Linked DNA regions of Mus musculus: all the other regions are linked to region 3. A link is a contact called in public HiChIP or PLAC-seq and capture Hi-C data. All regions are on one chromosome and are shown on one strand. The core of a region is the stretch at or near the end of the contact, and the rest is flanking DNA. Distances in the headings are between cores, read along the strand shown.

Region 1 (4,334 bases), core at 382-2,881, 1.3 Mb after region 3:
TTGTGTGTTCCTGTGGAATTTAAGGACTCTTGTCTTCCTATTCTGGGTATTTAGCTTTATTCTTTTATGAGATATGTATTAATCTTTTCCTCTAGGAAGCCTTGGGGAATCCCCTTTCCCAAAACAGTAAAACAAACCAGAACAAAGCCCAGCCTACATAATAAGCAAAACTGAAAGGCAGTTCTGTAACCCGGAGCTCTGCCTAAAGTGGAATCCACCCCCTTCGTTTGTGCTTTTCTTTCCTTGTTTGTTTAGTTTTGTTTGGGGTTTTGTTTTTGTTGTTGTTGGTCCTGGGTTTTTGTTTGTTTTGTTTTGTTTTGTTGAGACAAGGTTTCTCTGTGTAGCCCTGGAATTCAAATGTAGTTCAGGCTGCCCTTGAACTCTTGGTTTTGTAACTGCTTGCTTCTGCCTCCTGAGTGCTAGGATTAAAGACAGGAGATGCCACCTGCTGCCACCCCCACAACCCAAAGTTCATTTCAGTTTTGCTTGTTTCTACTGGTTTCCCAAGACAAACAAACAAGAGCAAAGCAGGCTTTTCTGAAGTAGTCAATGACTGACATTTTCCCCATCCAGTTATCTTCAACAAAGAAAAGAATATCCTGTTTCATTGCCACGACCATTGCAGCTACAGAAATGCCATTTGCAGCTAGCGCCTTACTGCAGCCCTGAAATAAGTCAGGTATCCATAGGGGCCGCTCAGGACCCCTAGGCTATCCTGTTGGTGTTACAAGCCCAGGGACCACCCGCTGCACTTGAAGCTGAAAGTCAGTATCCCCACCACCACACCCAAAGACCTGCCTAGTCCCCTGCAAGCACTACTCTCCCTTTAACTGTGCCAGAAAGGGCAGCACTAAAGAAAAAGTGGGGGTAATTTGACACATTCATTAGAATCCCCACTTGATTTTGGCGGAGTGTGAAGGCTTGTGGAGACCAGGTAGCCAGCCTGTGCTGGCCTGTGCTGGCCTTGAACTGGCTAGGTAGCTAAGAATGACCTTGACTTCTGATTTTTCAGTCTGGGGCGTATACCAATACACTTGGATCCCCTTTTCTCTGTCACCTGACTTTCCACTGAAACATGAGACTGGGACCTGTCACCAAAGAAGGTTACGTTAATGCCAAGTGCTCCTCTGTGCGGTGCTAAAAGTTCTCTTTGTGGTCAACTGATAAAACATTGAACAAAGGCGGGTCTTGAGCTCCTCGCTGTCAATGGATAAAGGGAGCCTGTCCTTTCTACATCACACTGGGTTGCTTAGAGACCAAGAGATTTTTGAAAGCAACAAAAAACCTAGAGTAATTCTGAAACGTCTTCACTTAGATAAGAGGCCATAAAAGAAAGAAGCCAGGGGCCAGCTCCGGGGCTTCTGTGGACTCCCAGGAGGTCAAGAAGAGGCTCGAGGGAAGGGCATGTACAGAAACCCGGATTTCTCCTGTCTAGCTGCACCTGGGACCAAAGATCAGCTCCCACTGTAAAGCCATCCTCAGGGCCATCAGGGTGGGGCTGCACTGGGGCCAGGGCGAAGTCCCTCGGGGTGAGCCGCGGGCAGGTAGCCAGGCACCAGGCAGGACTCAGTCCCGGTCCCGCCCGGCCCAACCTGGCCCTGCCTGCCACCAAGGCTCACGTAGCGAGAGCGTGAGTCAGCACCATCTGCTCGGTGAACCCTGCCCACCTCCCGGCAGGGGACCGCCCCCGCTTAGCCCGCCTGCGGGTTCCACACGCTCAGAGGGGTCCCCAGCCCCAAGATGCTAGGTAGGCTCGTTTTCACAGAAAGAGGGGCAGGAGGGTAAGGGCCGAGAGGAGCCTGAGGGTGGTCCTTCCTTTGCATGATCTTGACCTTCTCCTAGTCCTGATGTTTCTTTGTAGAGAGAGCACTCAGGCTTGCAGACTGGCTGGCTGGCTGGCTGGCTGGCTCACTGACAGGGATGCGAGGGAGGGAGGGGTGCTGTAGGAGTCAAGACCCTGGGAGACTGGGAGCTGATGGAGGGAACTTTTGAAGGGGGTGGGGGCGGGGAGTCCCTTATCAACTGCATCTCTCTTGGTGTGGGGAATAGTTTGCATTTCCTGTAACTTGCACCTGTTTAGTTCTAACCACCAACTTTATAAAAGGAAATTGCCTACGTGCCTGACGGCTGAAAGACAGAATTAGAAGCACTCTTCGCTGAATGTGTGAATGCTGCAGGAACTCCAGTTAAGTTCTGGACCTACAGGGTTGAAAGTCTGAGTCTCCGGAGGGAACAAAAGAATGGCAAGCCTCCTTTAACTCTTCCAAGTACTCCCCCCCCCCCCCAAATTAGGGCACATTATAAAAAGGCTTTCTTTCTTCCTGCATTTGTGATATGCAAATTTCACTCCCTTTTCTTTCTTTCTTTCTTTCTTTCTTTCTTTCTTTCTTTCTTTCTTCCTTCCTTTCTTTCCTTCTTTCTTTCTTTCTTTCTTTCTTTCTTTCTTTCTTTCTTTCTTTCTTTCTTTCTTTCTTTCTTCCTTTCTCTTGTTTTGTTTTGTTAGTTTTTTGATTACTTTGTTTGGGCTTAAGATAGGGCATCTCTGCATAGCCCTGGCTGTCCTGGAACTCACTATGCAGACCAGGCTGGCCTCAAATTCATAAAAATCCACCTGCCTGACTCCTAGGATTAAAGGTGTGCACCACCACACCTGGGCTAATGTCACTTTTTTCTTTTCACACACACACACACACACACACACACACACACACACACACACACAGCTCACATGGCTCAGCTCTCTTGTGGAGGTCAGAGGACAATTGTGGATATTATTGTCTCCTTCCACTCTGTGCATTCCTGGTATTGAACTCAGATCTTCTGCTTGGCAGTCAGCACCTTCAGCAGCTGAACCATCTCACCAGCCGAAATGTTACTTTTTCAAAACCCGTGAGAGAAGCAAGCAGAGGTCTCAGAGACAGAAGGGTGCTTTTGAAGGGAAAGAAATATATGGAGAAGGGAAGAGAGAAAAGGGAGAGAGAATAAAAAGCAAAGTGGTTTAACAGAGCAATATGGACCCCAGAATGAAAGCTACTGTCTGGGCTCAGGTAGTGCAAAAATAAGTACTATCCCAAGGTCCCAGCTTCAGGGTCGGTGGCTGGGTGAAGCCACTAACCACGTAGAGCTAAAGATAAAGGAGGCCCAGCACCCAGTGGCTGGACTGTTCAGATTCTACAACTTGCAGGCTATGTGACCTTAGCCAAGCCATGAGCAGCATCTCTGTCTCCCTCCTTCAAAAAACAAGAATGGTGAAGTCAGTGCTCATGTTCCAGGACTTTTCAGAGACCCAAGTCTCTGCATTAATACAAGGAAAGCACCAGAGCTAAGTACTGTGCTTAGTAGACACTCAGTAAGTACTCAAGGAAAGCACCAGAGCTAAGTACTGTGCTTAGTAGACACTCAGTAAGTACTCAAGGAAAGCACCAGAGCTAAGTACTATGCTTAGTAGACACTCAGTAAGTAACACTCAGTAAGTACTCAAGAAAAGCACCAGAGCTAAGTACTATGCTTAGTAGACACTCAGTAAGTACTAAGGAAAGCACCAGAGCTAAGTACTATGCTTAGTAGACACTCAGTAAATACTGCTACAGGCATGAATACAGGCGATGAAGGCCAAAGCCATCAGACACAGCAGAGCAGGCTATTGTACACAACTCCAGAAGGCTCAATCACACGTGAATATGGGCTATGCAGGGTGGGAATCCTGAGGATCCAGGTGGCTGAGTTAGTACTGCTCATAATAGCAAAGTAACAGACATTCAAGTGCACTTATGCCTAAGTTGTACATGGGATATTCATACAGTAACATACCATTACAGCTCTTCACAAGAACTAACCTGTATATATGTGGATATGTTTCCAAAAGACATTGAATAAAACAGCAAGATGCAAAATGACATATGTCACATGATATCATCTAAGAAAAGAAGATATAGACAGGAAGAGTTCCTATATTTTGCACATGTAAATATTTTTAATACTGAGAGAAGGAATACACACTTATAGCTATTTCTGAATAGAGAAAGAAGGAGTGCCTCTGTTACGATGTTCAGGCAACTTGGCTTTCTTCTGTGCTCCAACCATCACTTCATGGAATGTGCAAGAATAGTAGGTAGCTTGTTCTGTTTTAAGGCCCAGATCAACCCTAGAAGCAAGTATGCCAACATTGGCTAACTGTGGACTACAGGAATATGGGTGATCACTATTTTTTTTTTTCATTTGGACTTTTCTGCATATTCTAGTTAAAAATAATTGCACATCCAAGGGTAAGTGGTATGGCAAATGCATAAAGATGTGGACCTGGAGCACACGTCTTGGGTAAAGCACACATAGTA
Region 2 (4,344 bases), core at 844-3,343, 1.0 Mb after region 3:
CAACAATTGAATGAATTGGGATACCCAGACATCCATCCGCTATTAAAAAAAAAAAAAAAAAAAAAAAGCCCATTTTGGCTGAGGACCCAAGTACAGAGCAGGGATGGGGTATTATTGGCAAAAGGATGCAGTGAAAGGCATCTCCTGTGCCTCTGGGTGACCTGCTTCCCGCTAATTCAAGGGCCTGGCATCCTGTTGGGCAGTGTCCTCGCAGACACTTAGCACAGGACAAATGAGAATCTGAGGCCCCCAGAGGAAATCCGCTGCTGCAAAAGGAATTTGCAACACTATTAAGTAAAGCTTTGTCATCCCGAGGAGTTTTCTTTTATAAATTAAAAAAAAAAAAAAAAAAAAAAGGTGACTCATCCTAGAAATGGGTTGGCAGTTCGTTTCCAAGACTGAGCTTTTACAAAAGGGACATTTTAGTCTATGGTTTGAAAGTTCACTTTTTCCATTAAGCACAAAGCAAGGGACAGAGATCGAAGATGGTGCACCTTACAGACCTTTCACCTGGAAGTCACCAGCCCATCTGACTGATGTGAAGAGGGAATCAGGATGCAGAGTGAGGGGAGGAGGGGCTGCAAAACTGTCCATCTCCTGGTGCTGCCAGGAGCATTACTGAGACAGTTGAGGGAGGATGCTTTCTGGCCATAGATTGTTGTCAGGTTTGAAGGCAATATATGTCCCCTGAGCCCTGTGAACGCCTTCACACAGGAAACCAGAGAGCAGAATGGTCAAGTGGCCTGGGTAATTAACCTCTGCAGATCCTAGCCAAGAGGAAGGCCAAAAGCGCCTGCGTCCACCCAGTCTACTGGGAACTGCTACTAAAGCTGAGATTGCTTTGGGATTGGTCTCCTATTTCCAGCCAGGGACTAAATGGGAAGAAAGAATTTATCTGACCTCCGATGCTCAGGAGTGCAGACAGCATCATGTACCTGTCTTTATTATGCAGTAATTATGCCTAAATCTGCTCAAGTTTTGTTGACATTTATAAAGTCTTCATCACCATGACCATACACTTGGGTGTGTCAGTGGTGTTCTGGAGAGGACACAGGAGACCAGGAAAGACAAGTCAGCCAGAAGGATGGGCAGGAGTGGCCTCTGACTTTGGCCAAGTGTATCTAGTCATCACCCTACAGTCTCAGGTCAGCCTGCTCCATAGGTAAGAGCTTGCTCCTGCTCCTGTCAGCCTGGGCAAGTTTGAATTAAAGAGTCGCAGCCCCTGACTTAGCAATAGCCTGTGCCGTCTCCCAGCCTTTGATTTTTCTTTAGTGGCCATGGTGAATGGCAAGAAACCAGTCAGAATAACCTCCCTGAGGAACTTTCCATATATACACACAATGGAAGAACACAATTAGCATTTACAAAGCCATTTAGTCTCTAAGTAGGCTGCAGGACAGAGAAGGAAACCAATGGAGGGACAGAAAGGAGAGCAATTCCAGAATAGATCACACCTCAGGCTGGGCTCAGCTCCACCATCACCACACCTTCCAAAAACCAATGCCAAATTTCCAATGGTTGTCCTATCCAATGCCACAGATTTTCTTTTCTTTTTTTTTTTTTTCTTTTCTTTTTTCTTGGGTTGTTGTTGTTGTTTTTTTGTTGTTGTTGTTTTGTTTTGTTTTTTGTTTTTTGTGTTTTTTTTTGAGACAGGGTTTCTCTGTGTAGCCCTGGCTGTCCTGGAACTCACTCTATAGACCAGGCTAGCCTCAAACTCAGAAATCTGCCTGCCTCTGCCTCCCAAGTGCTCAGATTAAAGGCATGCGCCACCACTGTTTGTTGTGATCAAGTGACTAATTTTTTTTTTTTTTAGCAAGCTTTCAATGTCCCATTCTAGCAATTGAGATTCTTGTCTGTGACCTGCTCTTAGCTTTTTTCTTCCCCCACCCTACCCCCCAAAATACCCCATCCGCTGATACAATGCATCATTCTCTCCCAAATGAAGACAGCAATCTGGAAATGTCCTTTACTAAGGGCAATGGCATGTTTGGGTTACAGAAAAGCTGCCATGCGCCAAGCTGGGGACAGTGCTAATGTCACTCCACCCATGACCCTCCTCACCATAGCCTGAGGTGATTTACAGGTGAGGGAGCTGAGAAACAGGAAGGATAGCTACTCTTCTGGCCTGCCACTCCTAGCTCTTACTGGTCTATTCTTTACTGCTGAAGCTGGTCGAATTCCCCACAGCAGGCTATGTATGGTTCTCTGAAAGGGCTTGATCCCGAATTTTTTTTTTCTTTTTTGAAGGTGTTCATTCAAATAAAAGAGAACGCCTTCCCCAAAGAACGAGGCTTTTTCCTGTGGTTTCTTATTTAATTAGGGAATTGTTAACTAGAAACTAAGCTTGCTCCTTGGCGATTCTTCTGCAGTCTGCAGGATGGCCCAGGGCAACGCTAACATCTAATGCTTTCAGGAGCTGGCAGACTTCACAGACACCAAAGAGGGTCTTTTAATGACATCTAACTTTTTTTTTTTTAGAAAGTGGCTGTTTATGTATACTTGGGAAAACAAGCTAGTAAACAGAACCACCAATCTGTTTTGTACCACAAATGCTCCAAGAATTCATTTTCATTTTCCTAAGAAATCTTCTCTCACTAATAATTCTAGTTTGGTCAAAATGATTATTTCAATCACTAAACATTGAGAAATCCACTTACCCCATTGAGGAGTATATTTTAATTATACTCTTACATTTATTTATAGTGCTTGTTTATTTGTTTTTGTTGTTTTTGTTTTCTGAGACAGTGTCTCACTATGTGGCTGTGGCTATCTTGGAACCTCTGCCTCCCAGGTGCTGGGGTGACAAGCATGTGTCACCACGCCCAGCTAACTCCATGATGTTTTTGTGTTACCAGACCTTATTAGCTCCCTGCCTTGTGAATCAGACACAGTTCTCCAACACTAATCCCATGTCTTTTAAAGATAACATTTCCAAATATGTGTTTCACATCTGAATAGATCCTGTGTCAGAAGTAATTTCTAAAGGGACAGTAAAATAAGTTAAACAAAATCTTTTTTTTTTAACCAACCAAAATGATTGCTGTAGAAAGCAATTAGCATTTTATACATGCCTATATAAACAAGGCAGATTTCCCCACATGTTCTATAGTTTGGGTCTGGATTTCTGTGTCCTACCTGAGGATGCTGGACAATTTAATTAACTATGGGCACTGGTACACACATACTGTCAAGCACAGGCCCAGAAGAGCTGCTGAAATGGTTTTAAACTTTCAGTGTAGAATCTACCACAAAGTCCCAGTTAAAAGAGCCAGGAGTGAAAGCTGAGCTCCCAAATGACTGAGACTAAAAACGATAATACCCTAGGCATCTGTATGTCTCAGCATTTAAATTATATCCCTTGAAATGCCAATTTGGACTTCGTGCCAAGCAGCAGCTGAATCCCTTTTTCATGGAAATACCCAACAGAAGACCAATCTGCTTAAATGAAAGGTGTCTCTAATCACTTGGTATAAACGTAACATGTTTTTATTTTATTATGTAACCTTGAATTATCTTGTCCTGTAATGAATATCTTGCATTGTTACAGTCCCTCAATAATTTCATGGAATTACGTTGTCCAAATGTGCATTCGGATGCCAAGGAAAAAACCTACCTAATTACTTAAATACAATTGCTTGATCTAGCAACATATCCAAAATTTAATAAAAATGTTGTTATACACCACAGAAATAACCTTCTCTCCTGACAGCACTTGCTCAAAGTGCTGTATCCTCGCAGGTACTTGGCACGAGGGAGATGTTTCGAGATCAGCTTCATGCAGTATTTCACACCCTCTCTAGTCTCCTCCTCTCTGAGTTCCAGTCTCTGTTGTTCTCTTTGTAGGATTAGTGATTACATGGATCTGACCCCTGTAGACATCGTAGGGAAAAGATGCTACCACTTCATCCATGCCGAAGATGTAGAAGGCATCAGGCACAGTCACCTGGACTGTAAGTACCCTTCTAGGGAAGTAGCCTGGGCAGTGTCATTTGTCGGCCTGTCTCTGACTTCATGGGACTCAGTGGTGACTTGCCCCTTCATGTCTCTTGCCTATATCTGAAACAACTGTCATCCAGTGAGAGAAAGTGAGATTAAATAATTTCAGCTGATATTTAGTATTATATTGAAAGCTGAACATTGGGCCCAGAGGCATTGTGGGATCTCCAGGCACCCTTGTAGAACTGTGTGGTTGCTTTCACTCACAGCAAGTAGACAGAGAGATCACCTGTCTTAAATTCTTCCTTGTCCCTTTCATTTCCTAGACATCAATTTCCACTTTGAAATTTGTGGTTTCAGTTCCAAACTATAGAGAACACAAGTTCAAATAGGCCAGAGCCTCATTAA
Region 3 (4,797 bases), core at 67-2,566:
AAAAAGCCCTTAGATTAACTGTCACATTAATTTGGGCATTGATGAATCACTGTTTGATATGGATACTCAGATTTATATTTTTCTCTTTTTAATTTGAGAGAGGGCAAAACTCTTCATGGAATGTTTAGGGGAAAGGCCGATGGGATGTTCCCAAACAACCTATGAAAAATAGTTCCTGCTGGAGCTTGTAAGTTCTATTTGATTCACCTTTTTTTTTTAAAGGGGAGGGAAAGAAGAAAGATTTTAGAGACTAGGATGCTAGGAAACAGTTGGCTCTGTACAGAGGTCGAGGAAGGGAAGCCCTGCCAAGAGTCTCCAAGAGTCTCCTGTGGTGCTGCTGTCCGGAAGGTGCGCTGGCTCTGGGGCTGGCCCTGTGGCATTGTGGCGCTGTTCTCTCTCTGGCTGGCCGGCTCTGGCCTAGAGTGGATCAAACAAGCTGTGGGGGGAAAGTTTCCCTCATTTGCATCACTTCTAGACAGCCCTGTCTTACTCTTTGCTGACAGGAAATCACTGTCTTTGTCACCTTTTCTCAGGGCCCTCCTTTTGGCAGAGATGGGCCATGTGACCACGTTTAATCACAACAGCAGGGCTGGCTGGAGGCTCTGACAGGTTTTCCTCCGCACTTCAATAAATGGGGTGGAGGAGTCAGGAGGAAATGACTACATTAATTTTATAGTGAAAAAGATAATTAACACTTGAAGGCCTGATGCTCTAACGCTAGAACCTATGGGGTTACTATTCAAAACAAAGTAAATTTATCAAAAACTTGTGAAAACTATCTTATTATTATTTATTTTAATCTTGAATGGTGAGATCTGGGCACGTTAGAGGGAAAAGGAGCAGGCAGGAGAGAGGGAGTGATTGCATGTGAGGAAGAGAGAGGAGTGGGGGAAAAAGAAGAGGAAATCCTAGCAGGCATTAGCTCTGTTTGCAAAAGCAACTTAACTGGGCTAAAGCTCCGCCATTCCGGGGCTGGAGGCGGGAGCGTGTAAAGTGCCGCCTCGATGATATGAATAGACACGGGCAAACAAAAGCAGCAGTGTGCTCCTAGAAAACTCTGCTTAAAGGAGTTTCCCTGGCAACAGAAATGCCGTTCCAAAAGTAGACAGAACTTTCCTCAGAAAACATACTATTAATAACAACCTTCCGGAACAACTTGGAACAATTTGACGACTTGGCAATAATGCTGCCAAGCGTCGAGCAAATTAATCTCACACATAGAGTTTATATTTCTCTTGTCTGTGGTTCTGCTGGGGCCCGCCTAGACCTCTGCTTTTCAGTGGCTCAGGGGTGAAAAGTATTTCTCAGTGCTGCCATGGAAAAAGGAAACTAAAGAGACCTCAGTGTCCAACATCACTGGCCAACGGTTGTGTTCAGCCTTGGGAACCTACCAAGAGATTTTAGTTTGAGGAGATGAGTGTATTCCAGTGAGAACTGCTACAGGAAATCACACACTTTAATCGCCCTCTTGAATATCTCTTTCCAATAGAGATGCTTCCTGGAAAAAGACTTACTAAGGGTTAACAGCCTTAGTCTGCCTCTCACGTGAAGCACCTCTGAGGCCATAGACTATATAAACGTAATATATAAATGTAATGCCAAATATAGGCTGACTGTTACTTTTTAAAGAACCATTATTTCTTGTCAGCTCAGAATGGACTCATCTTGGGTCTACTTAGCCAAAGGGAATCATTTGAATTCTCCTAAAGGCTGCTTGCCAGCTGAGAGTCGAATGCTCCCCTCCTCCGACCTTTCTCGAATCCTTGGATGTAAAGGTTAAAAGTAATCAATATCTCATTGTGCTGCTTGGTTTCAGGGTAATAAGTAATAACCATCATGTTAAATCCAAATGATCCCAGATTGCACCTAAATGAGCTGACCCGTTAGAGAGGTGGCGTTAATTGCAATCAGGATAACCAGGAGAGTTTGCTAATAAAAGTTTGATTTAATTGTAAAAGGAACAAAACAAAACAAAATAAAACAAAATTTAATCTTTAACTTTTTGAAAACTTTTACTTAATTAAATAGAAATGCATTATCTGCTTCTATGTTAATCTGAGAGCTTTGGCTCCGTGCCCAGTGTTTGTAAATTTCCTTCCGATTTCTATAAAAGTCCTTACAAGAAAGGGCACTGACTTCTTTGTGTCCCAATACTAAATGAAGCATATGAATTTTATTATTTATTTATTTATTTATTTATTTATTTATTTATTTATTTTGAGACAGGGTTTCTCTGTGTAGCCTGGGCTGTCCTGGAACTCACTCTGTAGACCAGGCTGTCCTCGAACTCAGAAATTCGCCTGCCTCTGCTTCCCAAGTGCTGGGATTAAAGGAGTGTGCCACCACGCCCGGCATGAATTTTAGATAAATGGAAATATCATCTACCAATTTTTTTAGCATCATCTAGTTTTAAACTACTTATATCTTTACAGCTTATATTCATTCTATTTTGACTAATGAAAATTAGTCTAAATAATTTAGAGCTAGAAAATTATATGATGTGTGATTAAACTTTATAGACTGCTATGAGTTTGGGCTTGCTATTTTGTTAAAAATTAGTAAAGTGCCAAAGCTTAAATACGAAAATCAAGTATTCTCATTGACAAAGGAATAGTGATCTGCAAATGATAAGAATTAGGTTTAATGCTCCATGTAATTATATCAGGAAGGGATTGTCTATAACCTTAATAGAAAGTGTTGCATTAGACATATATTCCGTTCAATATAAACACTTGTCTTTATTATGATTCTATGAACTGTAAGGTAGGAACCAAATCTATGGGAGGGGCAGTATTTTAGTTATTTCAAAAGAAGTTGGAGAATTTGTTTAGAATAGGTGGTCAGCCCTGGGAACCTGTCTGAATCTCAGAGCTGTCAGTCATGAACTTGCTACCCTGGTTCCATTTGTCTAACTGTACAAGGAAGAGAGTTTGTAGGTTGTGATATGCAAGACATGTCATCTTGGAGCACTAGGAGTGCTCCTGCTCTACTACTCCATTCCCAAGTGCCCATATTCCTTCCCTCTTAGCCCGCAGTCCCATGTCTTTGGGAATGAAAAAACGAACTCTGCTAGATGCTGATATTTTGGTGTGGGATATAATATTGAATGAAATGCTGACCTTAAAAATCTAGTTTAAGTGGGGACTGTGTAGTAGTTGCTCTGTTAATAGAGTGTCTAGTGTGCATGAAGCTCCAACTAACTGGGCATAGTAATCCCAACCTTGACAGAATAGAGGCAAGAGGTCAAAAGTTCAAGGTCATCCTAGGCTACACAGTGAGATTAAGTCCATACCCTTGGGCTACATGAGGCTCTGTCTCAAAAACAAAATGTCCTTTAGTTGGGAGGGCCTTAGAAAATGAAGTGAATATTGAAAGGTCAACAGAAGCTATCAGGAAGATGGGTCAAGTGTGGATTTCTATTTTATCACACGATAAAAAGGGACTGTGTTCACAGGATTGCATGTGTGCTTGAGTATATTCATATACCATGAAACAGGAGTAAGAGCTGAGGATCTATGAGCCTGTGAGGGGCCATTCACATCCACACCATAGCAATCTTCAAAGAAAACATGGTGGGTCTGAGCTGGCCTTTCATTCATCAGAAGCCCTACATTTTCTAAGGTGTCTTTGCACTCCAGCAAAGTTCTATATTCGGTCAGATTCTAAGGGAAAAAAAAAAAAGCTAAATTTGAAAATGTTTATCTGTTTGGGAGATCCACTAAAGGCAGGAAGATGCAACCTTTGTAAATCCGGTTTTCACCAAAGAAAGTTCCCTAGTACACCCTAGGAATACCATTTGTGGGAAAACCACCTTCTAGTGCTGTCAAGGAAGCAGTTTTAGTTCTCAGAAATAGGGGCATTTCTCAGCAACTCTTTTAATAATGTGGGCTTTTTAAAAAGCGCATACATTCTTAAATGTGTATGAACTTGGGTGCCGCTGTGTCCCTAATGAGGTAGGTGCACTGGGTTAGGATAAGAAAGCAGTGCCAGTTACACGGCTGATTCAGTTGTGACTTTCCCAAGACACAACACACACACACACACACACACACACACACATCTACATATGTGTATGTGTACATATTTGTTTTTCTGAAAGAAACACCCACCAAGTTTATAGCCTATTGCTTTCAGGTTTATTTCAGTTTTATTGCTAAACGTCCTTATACAGAGCTAGGACGTTTCTCTGAGAGAGTATCTCTCCATCCTGAGATTCATCTGAACACACTACTCAGCTGCCTTCCCTAGTTGATTCCATATGTCTGTAGATATTTGCATAAAAAATTTATGATTGTGATATTCCTCTTGTCATGTTATCCATTAAAACCTGAGAAGCTCGTGGCAGAAGTATGCACAGAAATGCATTTATGCACACACATTTACATATGGGCACACACGTGGATGAGGTATTAATTTGTTTAATTAAAAAAGTCTTTCATCAGAATTGAATTTAGATGAAACCAGAGTCCTTAGACTCAAGACATTTAAAGCATGCATATATAAATAAAAACACAAAATTCCTTCATATATGCCAAGTTTTCAGCCAGGAGGACATTTCTGGGTTATAAATCTTAGCACATTGGATTTTACTGCCTTTTTTTTTTTTTTACAACAGAGCAATGCCTTTTAATACTCAAAACTGCATCCCAAGAAACCTTCCTTCCAAACACCACACCGAGTTCTTTGTTATGAATTAAATACATACTCTAAGCAATGCTGGTAGATTTAGGCTTGGTGGATAAAGAATGGACAATTCGTGGCAGGTGAGATGCCCATGGGTTGTGGGGGTGATGGTCC

The links. HiChIP or PLAC-seq counts read pairs in DNA pulled down with a chosen protein or histone mark. Capture Hi-C pulls out chosen DNA fragments and counts their contacts.
Region 1: a contact with region 3 is called in a capture Hi-C map of embryonic stem cells, with 5 times the contacts expected there. The contact joins two enhancer-like sites. A contact is called at or near these places in 3 of 115 datasets of contacts at active chromatin or transcription factors (astrocytes and embryonic stem cells) and 1 of 9 other capture datasets (embryonic stem cells).
Region 2: an H3K27ac HiChIP or PLAC-seq map of embryonic stem cells shows a contact between it and region 3, with 9 times the contacts expected there. The contact joins two enhancer-like sites. A contact is called at or near these places in 1 of 39 promoter capture datasets (hippocampal neurons), 1 of 15 datasets of contacts at CTCF or cohesin (the NIH/3T3 cell line), 31 of 484 Hi-C or Micro-C datasets (the 3T3-L1 cell line, 3T3-L1-derived adipocytes, the HPC-7 cell line and 20 more), 4 of 115 datasets of contacts at active chromatin or transcription factors (embryonic basal ganglia, embryonic stem cells, fibro-adipogenic progenitors and 1 more) and 1 of 9 other capture datasets (embryonic stem cells).

The regions. Positions count from the first base shown.
Region 1 is chr12:54,311,655-54,315,988 of GRCm38.p6, forward strand. No RefSeq gene overlaps it. Among named protein-coding and RNA genes, the nearest start is that of Gm35895, 37 kb to the right of the region's middle. Within about 2 kb of position 1,632, at least 196 of the 459 cell types and tissues checked have an H3K27ac peak or open chromatin away from gene starts, as enhancers often do. A contact at or near this core is called in embryonic stem cells, where this site is marked.
Region 2 is chr12:54,044,923-54,049,266 of GRCm38.p6, forward strand. Npas3 (neuronal PAS domain protein 3) reads left to right here. Exons shown (of 12, transcript NM_001370962.1): 9 at 3,844-3,950. Among named protein-coding and RNA genes, the nearest start is that of Gm35818, 95 kb to the right of the region's middle. Within about 2 kb of position 2,094, at least 2 of the 459 cell types and tissues checked have an H3K27ac peak or open chromatin away from gene starts, as enhancers often do. A contact at or near this core is called in embryonic stem cells, where this site is marked.
Region 3 is chr12:53,032,500-53,037,296 of GRCm38.p6, forward strand. All of the region lies in intron 9 of Akap6 (A kinase (PRKA) anchor protein 6), which reads left to right. Among named protein-coding and RNA genes, the nearest start is that of Npas3, 210 kb to the right of the region's middle. Within about 2 kb of position 1,317, at least 157 of the 459 cell types and tissues checked have an H3K27ac peak or open chromatin away from gene starts, as enhancers often do. A contact at or near this core is called in embryonic stem cells, where this site is marked.